Linked DNA regions of Mus musculus: region 1 is linked to region 2. Evidence: chromatin contacts called from public Hi-C data. All regions are on one chromosome and are shown on one strand. The core of a region is the stretch at or near the end of the contact, and the rest is flanking DNA. Distances in the headings are between cores, read along the strand shown. Region 1 holds the start of Ccdc105 (coiled-coil domain containing 105). Region 2 has its middle 6.7 kb from the start of Gm47944.

What was found. Hi-C and Micro-C count contacts between places; a contact is called where the count stands out from the background.
Region 1: a Hi-C map of uterus shows a contact between it and region 2, with 2.4 times the contacts expected there. The contact joins the promoter of Ccdc105 here to the enhancer-like site in region 2. A contact is called at or near these places in 12 of 39 promoter capture datasets (the 3T3-L1 cell line, 3T3-L1-derived adipocytes, the C10 cell line and 6 more), 5 of 15 datasets of contacts at CTCF or cohesin (embryonic stem cells, large pre-B cells, pro-B cells and 1 more), 52 of 484 Hi-C or Micro-C datasets (the AML12 cell line, B cells, the C2C12 cell line and 19 more), 12 of 115 datasets of contacts at active chromatin or transcription factors (embryonic stem cells, stem cell-derived epiblast-like cells and stem cell-derived neural progenitor cells) and 3 of 9 other capture datasets (embryonic stem cells, liver and pancreatic islet).

The regions. Positions count from the first base shown.
Region 1 is chr10:78,749,965-78,755,293 of GRCm38.p6, reverse strand. It overlaps Ccdc105 (coiled-coil domain containing 105), which reads left to right and starts at 2,227. Exons shown (of 7, transcript NM_027630.1): 1 at 2,227-2,889; 2 at 4,649-4,753. The coding sequence starts at 2,320. The region is part of intron 1 of Gm30400 (predicted gene, 30400); the gene reads right to left.
Region 2 is chr10:78,523,880-78,529,288 of GRCm38.p6, reverse strand. No RefSeq gene overlaps it. Among named protein-coding and RNA genes, the nearest start is that of Gm47944, 6.7 kb to the right of the region's middle. Within about 2 kb of position 3,343, at least 7 of the 459 cell types and tissues checked have an H3K27ac peak or open chromatin away from gene starts, as enhancers often do. A contact at or near this core is called in uterus, where this site is marked.

The DNA of each region.
Region 1 (5,329 bases), core at 978-3,477, 230 kb before region 2:
AGGAACAGTCCCTGCTCCAATTTGGGGGGTGGGGGAGACCTGTATGAAGACCAAGCTGTACATCTGCTACATATGTGTGGGAGACGTAGGTCCAGTCCATGCTTGCTCTTTGGTTTGTGGTTCAGTCTCTGGGATCCTCTAAGGGTCCAGGTTAATTGACTCTGTTGGTCTTCCTCTGGAGTTCCTGTCCTCTCAGCTCCCTCAATCCTTCCCCCAACTCTTTCACAAGACTCCCCAAGCTCCATCTAATGTTTGGCTATGGGTCTCTGAGTGTTTCCATTGGCTACTGGGTGGAACCTCTCAGAGGAGAGTTATGTGAGGCTCCTGTCTGCAAGCATAACAAAGCATCATAAATAGTGTCAGAGATTGATGCTTTCCCATGGGGTGGGTCTCAATTTGTGCCAGGCATTGGTTGGCCATTCCCTCTGTCTCCGCTCTATCTTTGCCCTGTGCATTTTGTAGGCAGGACACATTTTAGGTAGAAGGTTTTGTGAGTGGATTGTTGTCCTTGTTCCTCAACTGTGATTCCTGCCTGACTACAGGAAGTGGCCATTTCCAGATCAATATCTCCCCCCTTGATGGGAGTTCCAACTAGAGTCATCACTGTAGCCACCTTGGAGTCTCCCTCAGTCCCAGGCCTCTGACAAGTCCTAGAGACGCCCCTCAAGCATCCACAGATGATTTCTGTTCTCTCCCCTGCTCTCCCTACACCTGATCTCCACCCCACTACCCTTCTCCACTCCCTCTCACCCAGTTCCCTCCATCCATCCACTTCTGATATCTATTTTATTTCCTATTCTGAAAAAGACTCAAGGCTTTGGTTGTTTTTCTTTGAGTCTCCGGTTGTTGATTTTTGTTGTTTAAAGCATTGGCTTGGGCCTTTTTCTTTTTTTATTTTGTAACTGTCATCTAAGAGACCATCTTTTTAGTTTTGGTAGCTTGCACTAAAAACCCTGTGCAATAGGAGAGTAAAGCTCACTGTGGTCATAGTAGAGAAAGACTCCTTTAAGATATATAAGCTGGGTTCTGAAGATCGAAATGAAGTAAACCACGAAGTCAGCAAAGGAAAATTCTATGAGAAGAAAAGAGTTCTCAATTTTGAGGTAAGAAAGAACTTAGACTGTCCTAAGAGCTGGAGAGTATTACATATTTTAATCTTTTTTACTCTATTTTAAGTGGAATTGCATTGTTTTGGTTTGTTTGTTTAAGGTGCATAAAACCTCAGGTGTCTGTCTTTAGCTAGCTCTTCCACCATTTTTGAGACAGGATCTCTCACTCCCCAGGAGGTGGCCAGGTCAACTAGTGGCCAGCCAGCCCCAGAAATCCTCATTTTAGCATACCCAGTGCTGAGATTACAATCTCACCACCGGGTCAGCCTGGCATGTTTTCATGTAGGTTCTGGAAATCAAATTCAGATGTTGTATTGTAAGGCAAGCACTTTACCAGCTGAGCCATCTTCCCAGCTTCAGAAATTGTAGTCTTTTTTTCATTTATATATTTTTATTATTTAATTCTGTGTATGGGGGGGGGGGTGATCTGTCCACATGAATGCAGTGCCCACAGAGGTCCGAGGTGTCAGATTCCCCTAGGTGTCAGTCAGTTGTAAACCATCTGATGTGGGTGATAGGAATTGAACTCAAGTTCTCAGAAGAGCTATATGTGCTCTTAACCTTACTGAGCCATCTCTCCTGCCCAGGAATTGTATTAATTCAGGTTGCTGTTGTTTGTTGGGGTTTTTTCTGGTTTTGTTGTTGTTTGTTTTTTGGGTTTTGTTTTGTTTTGTTGATTGTTCATTTCAGGAGTATAAAAACATAATTGGGAGCCAACAAGATGGCTCAGTATGATTCCGGGACCCCTCATGATGAACGAATTACTGCACAATGCCTCTCACCAGTACATACACCCTGTGGTGGTGTACACACACAAATATATGTATATGGTATTCATGTATACTTCAAAACTACTAATATTAGTACTAGTTTGTGAATTCCTTAGGATTTTCCAAATGCAAGGCTGTGTTATCTACTAGTAGATATAGGTTGGTTGACACATTTCCAAAATCAAGAGAAACAATGAGAGAGGAACTCCATAAAAGCGGCTCCCTCAAGGAATACAGTCTGAATTTCCAGGCCTAGTTCTCCATTTTGCCTTTCCCATCCCCCGCCCCTGGAACGCAATCTCCATGGTTGTCCTGGTTGCCACGGTGAGGGGAGCTCTGGGAGCACGCATTCTAGCCACCAGTAAAGAGTGGTGTGTGGTTAGGGCTGGGTGGACCCCTGTCCATTCTCCGAGGAGATCGCGGGCACTAAATAAGGAACCATGCCTGTGTTGCTCCCTTCCACCGACCCGGGCCAGGACTCGCGCGTTGGGGCTCCAGAATGGCGCCAGGCGGCCAAGGCCACGTCTCGCAAGGCACACCTTCTGACCGATCGCTGTGGGCAGGAGGCGGTGACCATGTGGCAGCCCAAGGACAGTGTACTGGACCCGAACGTGGCACACCACCTGGGCCGCGCCGCCTACATGGAACCCTGGCGCTTTCGGGTAGAGATGCTCAAAGGGGGCGGCACCCTGGAAAAGCCACCGCCCGGAGAAGGCGTCACCCTATGGAAAGGGAAGATGAAGCCCCCGGCCTGGTACGCGCGCCTACCGCTGCCTATGCACCGCGACGCGCGTGCCCAGCAAACCGCCGAGGTGGTGCACGCGCACGCACGCGGGGCGCGCCTCACCGCCGCCCGCCTGGGCCGCGCACAGCACCAGATCAATGGGCAGCTGCGGCTGCTGCTGCGCCAGCGCGAGGCCACTGACCGCAGGCTCAGCGAGGTGCGCAAGGGCCTGCTCATCAATCAGCAGAGCGTCAAGTTGCGGGGCTACCGACCTAAGTGTGAGAAGGTGCGACCCTCCCCGCCACCACACCAGAGACAGAGGTTGATGCTTCCTTCTTCAGACAGACAACACACCCTATTCTCCATCTCCAGCGAGGACACCCGCAAAATAGGGTGGCTACACCTCCAAGTTCCAAAGCCTGAGTTTCCCAAAAATTGTTACTGAAATTGAGGTCACAATCTGTGCCTCCAAGAAACCAGGTTCGGCCACCCGTCCTCTATACACCAAGTAGAACAGAAAAATTAATAGTAAAAAGCAGATAGGGTATTTAACCAATGAGAGCACTTCTCGAAGAAGGGCAAAAATATCCCTCCAGTAACCCTCTGCTGTCCATTTTCGTTGTTCTGAGAGATTAAAGTTTAAAGAGGGAGCCACACTACCCACATCTAAGCCGTTCGAGTTAAGGCGTGGCCCTGCCCATCGCTGACCTTTTGTCTAGGCTCAGTCTCTTTCGACCAAGGGTCTGGTTAGCTGTCAGTACAATGTGAAATCCCTTCTGGGATGAGAGTTTCTCCTCCACCTGGTACCAGGCCTTTTCCTTTCCCCAGGAGGAGATATCTGGGGTGAATTCCAGTTTCTTGGGGGTCTGTTAATAGTTAGATTGAAGGACTTACGTGTCTCTTTAGAATATCTTCGTTCCTGTCAGGGAACTTCCAAAAGAACAGCCCAGGTGCCTTTCCCCAATAGAAAAACTGTTTCAAATCTAAGCTATGAGGGTAGACCCCTCTCCTCGCCCCACCTCCCGCCCACCTCCCCCATCCCCACCGCAGCCCCAAGTCACACTGTATAAAAATCTTCCCAAAGAGGGAAATTCGAATCTCCAAGTTCGAATATCACATCACATCTACTCCTGCTCCAAAAAGTTCACCAGACCCACAGATTCTGCTTTGGCCAAGAGGCCATAATGCCCCAAATTCTTTCTTTTTCTTTTTCTCTTTCTTTTTCTTTTTCTTTTTCCTTTTCTTTTTCTTTTTCTTCTTCTCTTTTTCTTTTTTTGTTTCTTTGTTTTTTGTTTTTTGTTTTTCGAGACAGGGTTTCTCTGTGTAGCCCTGGCTGTCCTAGAACTCACTCTGTAGACTAGGCTGGCCTTGAACTCAGAAATCCGCCTGCATCTGCCTCCCAAGTGCTGGGATTAAAGGTGTGTGCCACCACTGCCCTGCTGATGCCCCAATTTTAAGGGAGAAACACCCTCAGACCTGGTTAAGGTCTTGAGTGCCAAGGGCACTTGATGATTTCCCAGGTCTCAAACCAAAAGAATCCACACAAAACAAAAGATAAAAGCCATCCCTGAGCTGGAGAGAGGGCTCAGTGAGTAAGAACCCTTGCTGTGTGAACGTGAGGACTTTAATTTGAAGCCTCTGAATCCACAAAAATGCCAGAAACTATGCCTTTGTACTGAGAGCGCCTTTAGCCCCATCACTAAGGACTGGAGACAGGTGATATCCCCGGAGTTCACTGGGCAAGCTGCCTTGCCCAAACAGCAAACTTTAAAATATCAGCAAACAGCTCCCTCAGCCAGTCATAGGCACACCTCCTGGAAAGATCAATTCTTCTCAGAGAGACACTTCCACTCTCCCACACATTCACCCCATCCCCCATCCCACCCATGCCTCCCCCAAAGGAACAAAACTACTCCAGCTGCAAGCTCCACAGTTCACAAAGATGTGGGAGTCCTCTCTACTCAAAAGTATGAAATCTCCCTCCAGCCTTCTCTTGAGAGTAATTCTTCCCCCCCCCCCCCACACCTTTTTTTTTTTTTTTCCAGATCCCAGACAAGGCTGACAGCTTGCTTGTCTGGGAGAAAAAGGAACTGAAGTCCATGAAGAGAAAAATGGAGAAGGACATGGAAATATCGGAGGACTTGCTCAAGGTTAGGGGGTACTTGGAGAGGGACCCCTGGATGCCTAATACACAAATGGCTCTGATCTAAACAGGGATGTCAAACTACATTGTGTGCAGTTCTGAAAAAAAAATGTCATGATAAAACTCACTGTCTAAAATTACTAGATACTAATAAAAACATTAAAAAAAAAACAGTAAGTAAATAAATAGCCCTATTCTCTTGGTACCCAACTGCTAGTCAAACCTGACTGTAGATTTCTCTTGGTAGAAATTGGATCTGACCATTTTGTCCCTGTTAGGCAAGCATCAAATCCCCACTCAGCACAATCTCTGGCACACAGTAGGGACTTGACAAGTATTAGGATTCATTTAGGGAAGACATTTTTCAAAGTGCCGTGGATTGAACACACTGAGTTACGTCACAGAATCACTTTTTATTATTTTTAATTATGTGTATATTCGAAGGGTGTGTGTGCGTTGTGCAGGTGCTCCTAAGAAACCCGTAGTGTCGATTCTTCATGGAGCTGGAATGATTGACAGCTGTGAGCTTCCCAATGTAGGTTCTCTCCTTTCACTACACGGGTGTACTGGGTATCAAACTCAT
Region 2 (5,409 bases), core at 2,094-4,593:
GTTACCTGACAATAGCCAGGTATTGCTACCCCCACAGCTACCCTGCAACTGCAAGATAGCCCAACCTACTGTAAAAGGGGCTGCTTGGCCCCTCCTCTCTTAAGTTCTTACCTCTCATTCTCACTGTAGCTCTCCTCCTCCCCTTCCCTTTCCCCCTCTCTCCACGTGGCCATGGCCGGCCTCTCTCTTTTTACCTTCTCTCTTTCTCAAAATCTGTCCTGCCTATAAGGTGTGCTGGAGAAATGGTGGCTCAGAACTTGTGAGAGTGACCAACCAATGGCTACTCTAACTTGAAGCCCAATCCGTGATAGGAAGTCCAGACCTGATACTGCCTGGATGGCCTGGGGCCGAACATCGAATAGCTCTGAGACCTAGAGTAGAACCAAACATGACAGATCAAAAGAAAAGCAAAGAAACAAAAACAAACAAGTCAGTGAGATGATTCCTAATGATATTCTGTTATACTCATAGATTGGTGCCTAGCCCAATCAGCATCAGAGAGGCTTCACTGACAACCAATGGGAGCACATGCAAAGACACATACCCAAACATTACGCGGAGCTCAAAGAACCCTATGGAACAGGAAGAGGAAGGATTGTAGGAGCCAGAGGGACGAAGGACAAGAGGAGAACACATCCCACAGAACCAACTAAACAGGCCTCATAGGAGCTCACAGAGACTGCAGCAGCAATCAGGGAGTCTGCACAGATCTGTGCTGGGTCCTCTGCATACCTGTTGTGGTTGTTTAGCTTACTGTGTTTGTGGGACTCCTGACAGTATAAGAGAGTGTCTCTGACTCTTTTGCCTGCTCCTGGGACCTTTCCTCCTACTGGGTTGCCTTGTCCAGCCTTGATGTGAGGGTTTGTGGCCTGGTCTTATTACATCTTGTTCATTTGATATCCCTGGAAGCCCTGCTCTTTTCTGAAAGGACAGAGAGAAGCAGTGGATCTGGGGGAGAGGGGAGGTGGTGAGGAACAGGATGATGGCTGGGAGGAGTGGAAAGAGGGGAGACTGTGGTCAGGAAAGTATTATATGAGAGAAGAATGAATAAATGCTTTAAAATGACACTATGAAATTTGCATGCAAATGGATGTGTTAGGGTACAAGAATCACTGAAGGAAGACCCCAGACTCAAATAGCATGCAATGGCAAAGAGTGTTTATTCTTCAGAAAAAAAAAAAAAAAAAAAAAAAACAGCATTTGGGATCAACCATTCATCAAAATGAGGAGGAGGAGGAGGAGAGGAGCTCACAGCCTCTTCTTATGCAGGACTAAGGGAATTTTCTGGAGTGTTAGGTAATCTCTAACATGATTGGCTAGGTTGTGGAAATTGCATTAGTACAATTTCTGATTGATTACTATATTAGCTTTACCATTTTTGGTCAGGCATTAGAGAAATTTCAAGAACTGTCCCAATTCAGGGCTCGTTATCTCTCTCGGCGTCTTAGGAACCGACTCAACCCTTGGTTCATCCTCCCTCTCCACCAAATGTCAGGCTACTGTTGACTAATGACCCATTAGTGGCTCCTCCTGGGGAGGCTGGCCTGCTTCTTTGGGAAACTGAAACTGATTTTTTTGGGTTTGGTTTGTTTGTTTGCTTGTTTTTGTTTTATTTGTTTATTTATTTAAAGTATGTGAGTACACTGTAGCTCTTCTCGGACACAGAAGAAGAGGGCGTCAGATCCCATTACAGATGGTTGTGAGCCACCATGTGGTTGCTGGGAATTGAACTCAGGACCTCTGGAAGAGCAGTGAGTGCTCAACCACTGAGCCATCTCTCCAGCCCAGGAAATTGAAAGTTAAGGTCACACATGACTGCCTGTTCTAAAATTGAGTGGGTTAGGTTCTTTCAGGTGGAACTAGAAAAAAAAAATCATCCTGAGTGAGGTAACCCAGACCCAGAAAGACAAAAATAGAATGTGTTCACTTATATGCAGAAACCACCTGTTAAGTCATTGATAACCAAGCTACAATATATAGAATGACAGAGGTTAGGTCTAGAGTGAGGGACTATGGATTCAGATCTTATTAGCAAAGGGAAATAGAATATGTATGTATGGATGGGAAAACTGAAATGGGAAGCTAAAGCAGGTAAGGGGAGGGTAAAGGGTAAAAAAGGAGGGAGACAGATAAAATTAAGAGCCACTGGGTAATATGGAAACCTAATATAGTAGAAGCTTTCTAAAATATACACATATATAAAGGCAGCCTAAATGGAGTCATCAAATAATGGGGGAGACAGACTCTCAACTGGCCAGCTCTTGTCACAAATGAAACTTCTAGTACTGGGATTAGGTTATATCTAATCAAGTTGTTGGTCATAGTGGTCCATGGGAATCCCCAAACAACCTAGGCTGTTGCTGAGAAGATAAGTGGCTCTCCATAAACTAACAGCAAGGCCCCATAGCTGAAGACAACTCTGTGAACACGGAGGAGTCAAGCTGGTACCTATATAGAGCATTCTCCACAGTGTTCTAGATTCTCTAGTACAGGAAGGTACTCTGAATGCTACCAAAAGAGAAACATAAATACCAATCCAACCATGAACTCTTTGATCTACAATGGTATGCTAACATGTTCATGCAATGGTGGCACAAAGCTTGTAAGAGTAACTAACCAATGTCGATTTGACTTCAGCACAAGATGGAACCCAAACCTGACATGGTTTGAGTGACTAAGAACCTGAGGCTAGATAGCTCAGGAACTTAGGGTAAAGCCAAATACTACTTTTTTAATGTAGCAATAAAATGACTCCTAATAACATTCTGCTATACTCACAGATCAGTGCCTTGCTCAGCCATCATCAGAGAAGCTTTCTCCTGCAGCAGAGAGGAAAAAATACAGAGACCCACAGACAGACTTTATGCAGAATAAGAGACCTTTGAACACTCAACTCTAAATGGATTCAGGAGCTCAGGCAGTTCTCATGATTGAGAATGGTAGGCATTTAAATCTACTCCCAGCAGGTTCCTGTCCGGGAACACATGACCATGACATTCCATGGAGAGAACTGTGTCAGTCAGTCATGTAGGTGCAACACCTACAGCCCCTCCACATGCAGATGAGGCATCCCTAACATCTCAGACCAAGCCAATAGAAAGCATCCACCTTTAGCCCCCAGCCCACCTCAAAAGTTTTATAAGATCTTATCCACAAGGAATAAAGTGCACAAGTTATTTCATCAAAGATCATCTGAGCGTGCCTGTCTCGTCGAGCTGTAACACTCCAGGGAAGAGCAATCTCTCCCAAAGCTTTGCTATGGAAGCTGCTGTGGACTCTGCCACAGCCACTTCCTGCTTGGTGTCCCACACACACACACCTTGACTCCTAGCTGCCCACTGCTGGCTACTGTGTCCTGCTGCGGCCTGCCACCAACTCCAGGGAAGCTGCAGCCCAGCCACCGGAAAGGACCAGCAGCCCACCTTGCTCGGGCTCCCCCTTGGAGAGAACTGCAACTCTTTGATGGCTCCAGTGGGGCCAAAGCCCATAAGATCCCCACAGATAGTGCCCAGTATGCAGATATCAAATGGCACTAAAAGATGGCACTATGCCATACCCACTCCACTTGAGTGACAGGCTCAAAAGCTTGGATGCAGTCCCAAAGTGAAAAGTTCATGGAAACTTAGTCTCCTGGAACCATGGCATCCTGTAATAACGAATGCTCCAATGTCCTTGCTTTAGTTGGTAAACGGATCTGTGTGCTTTCTTTCAATATTGTTTTATTATGAGTGCCTTTAAGGATTGATTTTGACATATAGCTAAGTTAGATTAGCCTCCACCAGTATTCCAATGTCCTAGGCAGTCCTTGAGCCAACCCTGGGCTTGGAATTCAGTAAGAATGTTACCTATTCAGTAACATTCAGAATTACCTCTAGTATCGTAGGGGAGACAGTGGAAGAAATCAGGCATTACAATTTACTTGAATAGAGCTAGAAATCTCAGGGCTAGTCTACATAGTAAATACTTAGAACAATAGCCGAGTCACTCCCATACACAGGAATTTACAATGGCCTAGCAAGAAGGTGGGTTGTGGTTTTAGGAGGAACTGAAGTATTATTCATGAAAGAGTTAGTAGAACGGAATTCCCCTGGTGCATGTTTTTCACTAGGCCCAGAGGAATAGCATAATCAGGTATTTACTAAAGGACCCCTGGTGGTGGGTTTAACAATAAACTAGCATTGCATCAGAGCACTCACCTGGCTCCTGTGATTAAGCTGATCTTAGGTGGCCTGCTTTTGATCCCAGTTGTCAACATTGATTTTTATCCCAATTGGCTCCTTTTAGCTTTTTGTATACATTCCTCTGTTTTGTGTAAAAGTCGCTTATAAGTCTGCTTGCTTTGTGACAAATTACATTCAGATACAACACTCCCTTGTGTCCATGTCTGTTTGTCATCCTTTTTGCCAACTCCCTGCCCACCTGTACCGGAACCCTGATTTTTCCTGCGGATTGAGGGGGCCCAACTGAGGCCGGTTGTGTCTGGTCCACAGCAACACTAGAATCTAGAAACTCTCCCATGCTCATGGACTAGCAGAATTAGTAACATGAAAAGACCTGTATTGACTAATGCCATGTACAAAATCAATACAATTACCATCAAAATTGCAAAGATATATCTACCAACCAAAAGAAAATCCTAAAGTTCATATGGAAACATGAATAAAAGGCTAAAAACAGACACAGATATCCTGAGCAGAAAGACAATGTTGGAGGTATTACAATATCTGATCTTAAATTATACTGTCGTGCCATAGTGACAAGACAGCATGATCCTGACACAAAGCAAGATAGATGCCAAGCAATGGGACAGAGCAGTGGGTCAGACACAAACCCACACAAACACACCTGATGTTTGGCACAGATGTCCCTCGAAAAAGACTTTCTTAAATGGTCCTGGGCTGGGCATAGTGGCACAAACCTTTAGTACCAGAACTTAGGAAACAGAGGCAAGAGGATCACTGTGAGCTTAAGACTGGCAAGTTGAGTCATAGAAAGTTCTAGGACAGCCAAAACTACAAACCCTGGCTCAAAACAAAAATTAAAAATAAAAATAAAATAAATGGCAACAGGAAGAATGGATATCCTTATGCCAAAAATATGAAACTAGATCCATATTTCTTATCTTGCACAATTAACACTGTATCAAAGATCTCAAAGTAAAACCTGACCCTCTAAGCATAAACTTTAAAACCACTAGGGAAAATACTTTCAGATACAAGCATAAGCAGGGACATTCTGAAAAGGATGCCAACAACACAAGACATAGTTCCAAGAGCTGGATTGCATAAAATTAAAAAGCCTCTACACAGCAAAGACAACCTCCACCAGAACAAAGAGACAGTCTATATAGTGGAAAATATTTTACCAACTCTGCATCAGCTGATGGATTCATAACTGAAATATACAAAG